Regions from separate parts of the Hordeum vulgare genome. Here regions 1 and 2 are each linked to region 3. Evidence: chromatin contacts called from public Hi-C data. All regions are on one chromosome and are shown on one strand. Each heading gives the region's core, a stretch centred on a gene start, on an enhancer-like site or on the middle of the called end of the contact. The rest is flanking DNA. Distances are from core to core; before and after follow the strand shown.

Evidence for each region. Hi-C and Micro-C count contacts between places; a contact is called where the count stands out from the background.
Region 1: a Hi-C map of seedling shows a contact between it and region 3, with 2.9 times the contacts expected there. The contact joins the promoter of LOC123444110 here to the promoter of LOC123444109 in region 3. A contact is called at or near these places in 3 of 6 Hi-C or Micro-C datasets (leaf and seedling) and 1 of 1 datasets of contacts at active chromatin or transcription factors (embryo).
Region 2: a Hi-C map of seedling shows a contact between it and region 3, with 3 times the contacts expected there. The contact joins the enhancer-like site here to the promoter of LOC123444109 in region 3. A contact is called at or near these places in 3 of 6 Hi-C or Micro-C datasets (leaf and seedling) and 1 of 1 datasets of contacts at active chromatin or transcription factors (embryo).

Annotation. Positions count from the first base shown.
Region 1 is chr3H:431,337,713-431,340,723 of MorexV3_pseudomolecules_assembly, forward strand. LOC123444110 (YTH domain-containing protein ECT3) reads left to right here and starts at 1,345. Exons shown (of 9, transcript XM_045120726.1): 1 at 1,345-1,656; 2 at 2,641-2,705; 3 at 2,845-2,992. The coding sequence starts at 1,620.
Region 2 is chr3H:430,728,680-430,731,703 of MorexV3_pseudomolecules_assembly, forward strand. LOC123444106 reads left to right here. Exons shown (of 14, transcript XM_045120721.1): 14 at 291-854. The coding sequence ends at 389. Among protein-coding and RNA genes, the nearest start is that of LOC123444106, 13 kb to the left of the region's middle. Within about 2 kb of position 1,447, at least 3 of the 3 cell types and tissues checked have open chromatin away from gene starts, as enhancers often do. A contact at or near this core is called in leaf and seedling, where this site is marked.
Region 3 is chr3H:431,063,273-431,066,163 of MorexV3_pseudomolecules_assembly, forward strand. LOC123444109 (60S ribosomal protein L37a-1) reads right to left here and starts at 1,473. Exons shown (of 5, transcript XM_045120725.1): 1 at 1,357-1,473; 2 at 722-761; 3 at 552-640. The coding sequence starts at 1,359.

The sequences.
Region 1 (3,011 bases), core at 95-2,594, 270 kb after region 3:
CGACCGTATACTACAATAAGTTACGCGTGGCTCCGGCGAGGGAGGGGCGATGACGGCGACACGTCTTCGACTCGCTTCCGTGATCGTAGTCATCGTTAAATGATATACAAATCTGAATGTAATTTTTATTATTATTTCTGATGTTTATTATAATATTATGACTGAAGATAAATACTCCCTCCTTTCCTAAATATAAGATCTTTTAGAGATTCCACTATATACTACATACAGATGTATGTAGTCATATTTTAGAAAATAAGTTAACTCATTTTACTCCGTATGTAGTCTATAATCAAATCTTTAAAATGTCTTATATTTCGGAACGGAGGGAGTAGATCGAAATTTTTCGAAAATATAGTTGCCGTCGGTCTGGTTGATAACCCGGGCGACTATTGACGCGGGCACGGGCGCCACCAGACCGCACCTGCACCGACGCCACTCCGCAACTGATCCTCCAAGATAACGCGTGCGGTCCTGTCCTGATGCCAAAGGCCAACTATTCTGGTCGCCTCCTGCCTGCCGCACCGGCGATCAGCACCCCGCGCAAATTGAACCGCCCGCCCGCGCTTGACACCGAATTCCCCTGGGTGTCGTTGGGCTCCCGGCTTGTTTCGCTTCATTTCTCCCTTCGCGGCCAGGTCAGGTGCGGTCAGGTCGCACCCACATCAGGAAACGATTGATTTTCGAGCGATCGTGATCTGGACCACCAGAAATTCTTCACCTCTTCTTTTAGACCCAACCCAAATATGGGTCGCCCTTCACAAATATTCCTCACCTTGGAAAAACGCAGCATGTATCCTCTGCCCCCCCCTCCCCCCGACCGGCACTCTTAACTGCCGTCAAGCTATCGCGACACATCTAGTAGACCGCGAGCACACAGTTCAATGTTCATGTTGGTTGGACGCTTATTCTCCACGATCCAAACCGGTGTAGCTCCTCGCCGATTGCTATCAACCAAAAAAATAAAAAACCGCACGCCACCTTGACTTGCTAAGATCAAGAAAATCACAGAGTTTACGCCATCAGAATTAGTTGACGACACGTTTTTACGGCCGTACGGACGGCACCTTCACGTTGACAGCGGCATCCACCAACATTTCGCCTCCCTTTTTCTTCACATCACAAAACTGCCGCTCGTACCACAAATACACTGATCACGCACCAAGAAATGAAATTGCACCGATGTGGAACGCGATGGTTAGCTTTCGAGCTCATCTCACAAGAGAAAAAGGCGAAACGCATAGTGCTGAAAGGCTACAAATATTCGGCCGCAACAGGCGGAGCGGCTGCCTTGCTTTGCTTTTGCTCCAGCCCCCGCCCCCGCCCCCGCTAGATTTCAGGAGCCCGCTTCGGCCGCGTCGCTTCGCTTCGCTTCGCTGCTCCGCCCCCACACCGCGCCACCCCCGCTCCCCAGCCGTCCGATCGCGCACACGTGGCCGCGCCCCCCGCCCTACACCACACGCCACGCCGCCGACGCCGACGCGGCTCCTTTTTCTCCTCCGGCACAGGCGGCCGGAGCAGCCTAGGGTTCCGGCGAGTCCCTCCCGGCCCAACCCACGGTCGAGCTGGAGGACACGCGTAGCCCCGGCTTCTTCTGCGGCGACCTCTGGTGCGGCCTCATGGAGCCCAAGCCAAAGCCCGCGCTCACCCACAAGCGTATCCTTTGCTCCTTGTCCATCCGCCGGGAGCTGGATCTGACACATGATATCGGGCTTGTCTTTCTTCTTGGATTCGATCAATGGGATTTCTCCGTGTTTTCAAATTTGTTTTGATTTGCTAACTTTCCCAGTGCTGCTGAGTTGAGCGGTTCCATTGCCATCCAACTCCATTTTTTTTCTCTCTCTCTCTCTCTTTTATCCGTCAGAGATGCCACTACTGTATTTGATCAAAATTCTCGATTTTTTTTGGGTATTTTCTTCAGTTTGGTACCAGTGTTTCTGCCTCTTCTTTTTTTCATGGACGACAGGCGTGTGTACTCAGCCTGATTTCTCATCTTTCTTTACACTTGTTTAATTTAAAGGGTTGGAAAAGCTTTTCCTCTGATCTGGCTTTAAGGGACTTTTTGATCTCTGATCAGATCGCGGTCTGAAAATACATAAATAAATCGTCGATTATGTTGCTGAATTGTCGTTGGGCGCGTAGCATTTTTCATGAAAACTTCGAAACAGTTCAATCTGCTGTCGACATAATTCAGTTTTGCCGTCCTACCATTACCATGCCAGGGCAGGTCTCTGTTGTTTTATATTCACAATTAGATTTGTTAGGTATCCCTCACATGTCGGATTTTCAGAGATGGTGAGAGCTGAGCCAACTCCCATTTATTAGCAGCTGCGCCAATAATATGGTTTGTATACTTAGGAATACGGTTGCTGTATGCCCTTATTGATCTGCTGCTGCTGCATGGTGTTTGCGAACCACGAAGTTGCTCATGTAACGGTCTCTTGCACTTAATCAGAAAGATGATCGCTGTAGATCTTCTGATCTCTAACGGGCTCATTCAAGGCAATTATTGTGCATTATTGGACCAAGAACATTTCAATCCATCAATCTGGGCTTGTTGGCTTATTTTGTTCTCACTCATGGGCAATGACCTTTCAAGTATATATTCTGTTTGCAAGCCTTGACTTTTGCATCTTCCAGCTATAGAAGAGGCAGTAGAGAACTTGAAGATTGATGCTAGCACGAAGGCAAGCAACGGCAACTTGGTAAGATTCTCATTCCTCTATACATATATACTAGTATACCGCTTGCTTATCTCAGCGTACAAGGAATTGTTCCTTGTTTGGTTGGTTGGGCTACACCTATCGTGCCCTTGCTGATTCCTTTCGTGCCCAAACTCTGCAGCGTGCTGCAAAAGACGCAAGTTCTTCGGATGCAATATCATGCATTTCCTCAGCAGATGCAGCTAGTACTGCTGCCAAGGACACTGAATTGAACCAAGGAACTTATATGGGGGACCAAGGGATGTATTACTACGGGTACTATTATCCAGGTGGGTAGAACTGATCAGT
Region 2 (3,024 bases), core at 197-2,696, 330 kb before region 3:
GAAGAGTCCAATGGGCTGAGATCAGTTTACATTTAGTACCATCACTGGGAGGTTGTGGACAATTGATGTGCAGTGCTATGCACGTTGGTCATAACAAGAATAATGTCTTGCCTGCCTGCAATATGTGGGATTAGTTGCCACCATGCCATCTTACTGAATGAACTATACCATAACTCATGAGTATGGGGATTAGTTGAAACTAACTTTGTTGGCTTTAAGCAGATATTACTTGCACAGATGTGTGCAACCTGACCTCAACTCACTCACTGTTTAAATATCATGTGTTGCAGGGCTCGAAGGACGAAACAAAGCTGCGGAACAGAAAGAACATTTTGATCCTAGCCCTCACTAGACATGATGACTCTCTCTTGCTGTTCTGTGATTTTTGAAAACACTGAAGCCTGTGTTAGTCTACCATAAATGTAAAAAGGAATCCAGACTGTGAAGTTGGATAACTGAATATCGAATACTATATCTATACCTGGGCATCTCCGGCCTGGCCCGGCCTCAAAATCCAGGGCCTAGGCCCTATGGGCTTGCCTGTGGGCCGGGCTTGGGCTTGAGTTTTGAGCCCACCGGCAGGGCCGGGCCAGGCTTGGACTTGACATATTGGGATTTTAAGGAAGAGGCTCAGCCCACGGCCCCAAGCCCGACGGGCTTTTCAACAGATGGGCCGGGATAGGGCTTCAAAGTAGGCCCGATGGCAGGGCCTGGGCCAGACCTGGGCTTCAGTTTTTTGTCGTGGGCTTTTTAGGGCCCGGCCCATGGCCAGATATAACTATATCTTAGCAGATTTGACATATGAGAACTTTGTTTGTGCGGCGCGTGTTGGTATCTTTTTCTTTGTTATGGCATTTTGGTGATGTCTACAGTATCACGTTTGCCAGTATTGCGTTTGGAAATTCCACATTTTGGTAACATCCAGCATGCAATTGGTATTGGTATGGTATATAGGAGAATGGTATTTCCCACCGACCTGTTGATTTTTCGACTCGTCATCCGGCTTTCAGGCTATCCATTCCGGATCGGCTGGCCAAATGCCACTCGTACCGGCAGGCCACCGATGATTGGAAGCGGATAATCACAATAATTGGCAAGTTGCAGGTTCGCCGGTACTGCGCCACTTGGAACGGCTGCCATGCATTATGAATTTATCATCATCCGCTCGAGAGAGGTCGCAAACGCGTCGACATGCACGTATGAGCATGGACTTTTGCGAGGCGTTTGCGGCACCGTATCGCGCCCATGTGCCCACACACATGCATGAAACAACCCTACGGCTACAGCTAATGCGCATACGGCCAGGTCAACTGCTGCGGTTAGCTGGAGACAAATAACAAAACCCCACAATTCTCTCTTTCTACAATGATGATGGTGGTAAGAGAGCCCCCCACTGATTCGGCCTTGTTCCGCGGGGAATGTTCGACCGCGTACCAACCTCCATAAACAACAGTGTACGCAATTGTAATGTAATGTAATGTGAGGAAAAGTCTGTACGTACGCAATCGACCAGCCTACCAGATAGATATTGTACTTGCGTATGATTGTGTCCACACATTGTACGTACGTACGTATCTCCACCAAGGGGGGGATGAGGAGCTGCTGCTAGTGCTGGTACTCCGTATTGCCTATTGGTGTAGTCCAGCTGGTGAGTGGCGATCTCGCATCTTGTTTCCTTGTGACTTGTGAAAGTTCTAAGTGGCCGTGCCTTTCCCTTTTTCTTGTTGCTACTACCAGTGCGTCGTTACTGATCTCCATGTAGCACCTTACATCGGTCATCATTTGAACTTCCATAGCTCCGTATACCTTTTCGAGCGTGAACTCAACTTCCCCATTTGGTATTGCGGAAACTTATGGTGACCGATGCCACGTTTGCCTGTCAGCATTTGGGAATCGGCACGCTGTCGTAAAGGCCTGTGATGAGCAGCCCGGTGCATGTTTCTGAGCCTGAATTCGCAGTGCGTAGCCGAGTTTTACGTCGCTTGAAGGGAAGGCTGGCTCCATTGCTGTGCCTGATACAACAACCCACTTAGATTTAGGGCTTGCAATGCAAGCATTCCTGCTGCTCCTGTATTGCCTGACAGTAAGACACACACACACACACACACAAACAGTACAATTCTCATTATCACCTGGGATAGGATAGAAGGATTGGTTTTTATATTAGTAATTTTTTTACTCACGCCTCGCTGTGCATGATAAGACTAGTGATCACTCACCATGCATGCAGTGAGATCCGGAATACGCGTGTGACATACTGACCACGAACGCAGACATCCTCCTGTAACGCCTACGACTCTTCTCTCGACCTACAGATCGACTAGAAAAATCCAGGCCATAGAATCCCTTCTGATTGCCAACTGAACGTAAACACGGCCCAGTCGTCGTTCCAAAGACCTTCACTTAGCCCTGTGGATCAGCTTGCAGCCAGAGCAGTTTTCCTTCCTGCGCTTGTAAATACGGGACACATGTGACGGTGCTCCTACCCTGCGAATGCGATACCGTGGTCAAATGGATGATGAGCTGGAGGGGCCAGGCATCAATGGAGTACCACCATGTGCCGTGACAGAATATGTTGCCGCCTGCCTGGGCTGGGCATGTGGCCTTGCTTCTTTCCCCGCCCATCCATCGGCATTCAGCAGTAGTCGCGGACAAATTTGAAGCTTGTGGCTCCGCTTTTGGGAACTTGTTGCCAATCAATACCGGGTCGTGCCTGATCGGGCATGAGCCCAGCGCGCGCGGCGTCGCGTGGGAGTGGGATTCGGGCTGGACGCCCGCTCCGTCGCGCATGATCACCCGGTTACACGGAGCACCAATCTTTTTTTTTCTTTTGACATTTACATGGAAACCATTACCGGAGGTGCACAGCCGCCTCGCTGGCCATCAACTTAGGAGCATCTCTAGTAAAACCCTCAAACCCTTAAATTCAAAATCAGTTATAAGGGTTGAGAATTGACCATTTTTGACACTTTTAAGGGTTGAAAAACAGAGGCAAAGACTAGAACCCTCAAACCCAACCCTTAT
Region 3 (2,891 bases), core at 223-2,722:
TTACTAAATATAACTCCCTTTCATGTACTCAGATTGCTACAGTACAACATAGGCAATTCGTGGTTTAGGCAAGATGTACAATAAGATGGCATTTTTGTATGATGAAAGTACAATTACAATGGACAAAATAAAACCAAACTGGACACTTTTTGCTGCAAATAGAAGAGAAAACAGCTTAAACAACACAAGATACTGCAGGATAACTACATAACAAGGTTAGAGCAATTGACCACTAACACGGCAAAACTATCACTGGGCTAAAAACACATAGAAAGCAGCACAAAATACCACAGCAAGCATCAATAAATATGAAGCTGCACGGAAAGCTCCTCGCTAGTTAGTGTACAGTACTACCCCAACAAACAATAACAATAACAGTTCATTGTATATACTCCATCTGTTCAATTGTACAAGACGTTTTAGACATTCAGACACTGCCTAAATCAGTGCAAAGCAAGCTGTCTGAAATGTCTTGTCAAAACGAACGGAGGGAGTAGTAGATAGCATTCACACAATGCACTGTATGATCAAGTAGGTGACAGAAGACATACCTTCCCGCAGAATTCACAGAAGTACTTGGAGTGCTGAGACACCTCCATCTTCTTGATCTGCTTACGCAGACTGGCACCATACCTGGTTCCTATAACATTGCAAGGGCTAATTTCAGAAAATAGCAGAACCACATGAACAGGGAAAAGAGTCAAATGTTACAAGCGCATACCATACTTCCCGACGATTCCAGCCTTCTTGGTGCGCTTCGTCTGAATAGACATAACAAAACAACAAATTACCAAGCAGCATAATAAAATGATCATAATACAATCAGTGAAGCAATTGCTAATGCATATTGAAGATTTATTAACTAAAGTGGCTGTGGAAAGCTTAAGTTCGACCAAACCAAAATGGTACATTAGATAAACAAAAAGCTCTGATATTACGTCCAGTCTGCACTCAACCACTTGAGCAGATGGCTCTTTTCTACTACCTTGCAAGCCACAAGCCCCCACAACACCATGTCAATGCAGTTGGTGTACACTATGGGACTGGTTGAGAACCTGGGAAGTATCCTAAATACACCAGGATCTAAGCGAATTGTAGAACACACCGATTGGCCCAGAGGAAGTTTGCATACAAAAACGCAAAGCATAACTGCGGGCTAGCACAAGTGGTGCAACGGTAAGCTCGAGAGAGCTCAACGTATGAGTAACACACAATCCAACTGCTGCGCCATGATTTCGCACCTAGAAACCCTACGATCTAGCAGGATGGATCCTAAGAAACGCCGCATCCAAGAGCGAAACGCTTTTCACTACCGCCATAGGTTGCGCATGGAAAGGAAGTACGGGAGGAACGTACCATCTCGGCGGCGAGTAGCAGGAGGCGGCTGCTGCGGCGTAGACGGGGAGATGGCGGCGCGCGTGCGAGGGCTCGGGCAAGGGGCGCTAGAGAGAGCTTATATACCGGAGGCTAGGGTTTCCGTGGAAGTGGGCCTTCAACGGTTGGGCTATTACATGTGGGCTGGATAAAGTGCACATATATGTGGGCTTATCACTCCTACACATAGTGTGTATTGCCTTAAAAAATAAACCTCCACATAGTAGCACACACTACGCGTGTGACGACGGATCATCCTTTGATCGGGGTCATCGAACGGTCCGACCCCTTCCTAGCCATCACAACAGATCTCTTGTTGTACAAACATTTGCAACAGAGGTTTTATTACAAAAAATTTTGAACTTTTTAAAAACATGAGTTTCGTTGCGGAAAGATTTTGCAACACAAATGATGTTGTAAAAAAAGTATTTTAACTTTTTGTTAGCATGGCTGTCATTGCGAAAAGACTTCTACAACACATATGGCGTTGTAGATATTTTTGTCTTAATTTTTTTGCAACATGTGTGTTGTTGCAGAAGGACTTCTACAACACAGATAATGTTACAGAAAAACTGTAAGTGACACAAGCACACACGTTAGTTGTGGACGTCCTTGCTAATTGTGCGTCGGCTCATCAATCTCGCATGTGATGGTTGCGCATGCGACGAAAGTGAACGTGCGATCGGTTGGCTCACTTTAGTCTTTTCCCGTTTATGAAGCTGCCTAGAGATCGTACGGGCGTCCAAACGAGCAGTTGTGGTCGTATGCAAGGCCGTCATCAATTCTGGATTCTGGGAGCTCTTTTGTATTTTGGTCGCCATATCTTCATATGAACTCCAATTTTAACGTTTTGGGGCTCGTTGGATTGCTAGAGAAAAGCCTGGTGCGTTTGTGTCCTTCGATATTCAATTTGGACACTTTATTGAATGTCAAATCATCAAATAGCCCAGAGGGCCTTTCATCTCGTGGCTTGAACTTGTCCGTTTTGACTCCCAACTTGATTCTTTTGATGTGCCAAGTTATAAGTGCATCTATTGCCAGAGCGCACAATTGACTTCCAAGACATTGAGCTCCACCCAAACCTTTCCTATCATGAGCATCGAGTTGCCATTCTCGAAGAGACCGAGCGCAAGACTCGCAACAAGTCTATCAAATTCCTCGAAGTGAAATGGTGACACCATTTTGATAAAGAAGCCACTTGGAAATGTGAGGACCTTCTCCGTTTCGAATATCCTGAGTTCTTTGAATCCTAGATCTCGGGTCGAGATCCTCTTATAATGTGGGAGAGTTGTAACACCCCAAGTGCATTTCCTTGCCACCTTTGTAATATATTCCATGTATGACCTCCATGTTTGTCCTCATGTGTGTTGGATTAATAAAATTGCTTCATGACATTCAGCATGACATCATGGCATCATCACTATAATTATTTGTTGCATCATAAGCTTGTGTGCTTGTTGTGGTGTGGGTGCATGTGTGGAGAGGTGTGTTTGCAAGTGAGTTTGTGGTGTGGATCA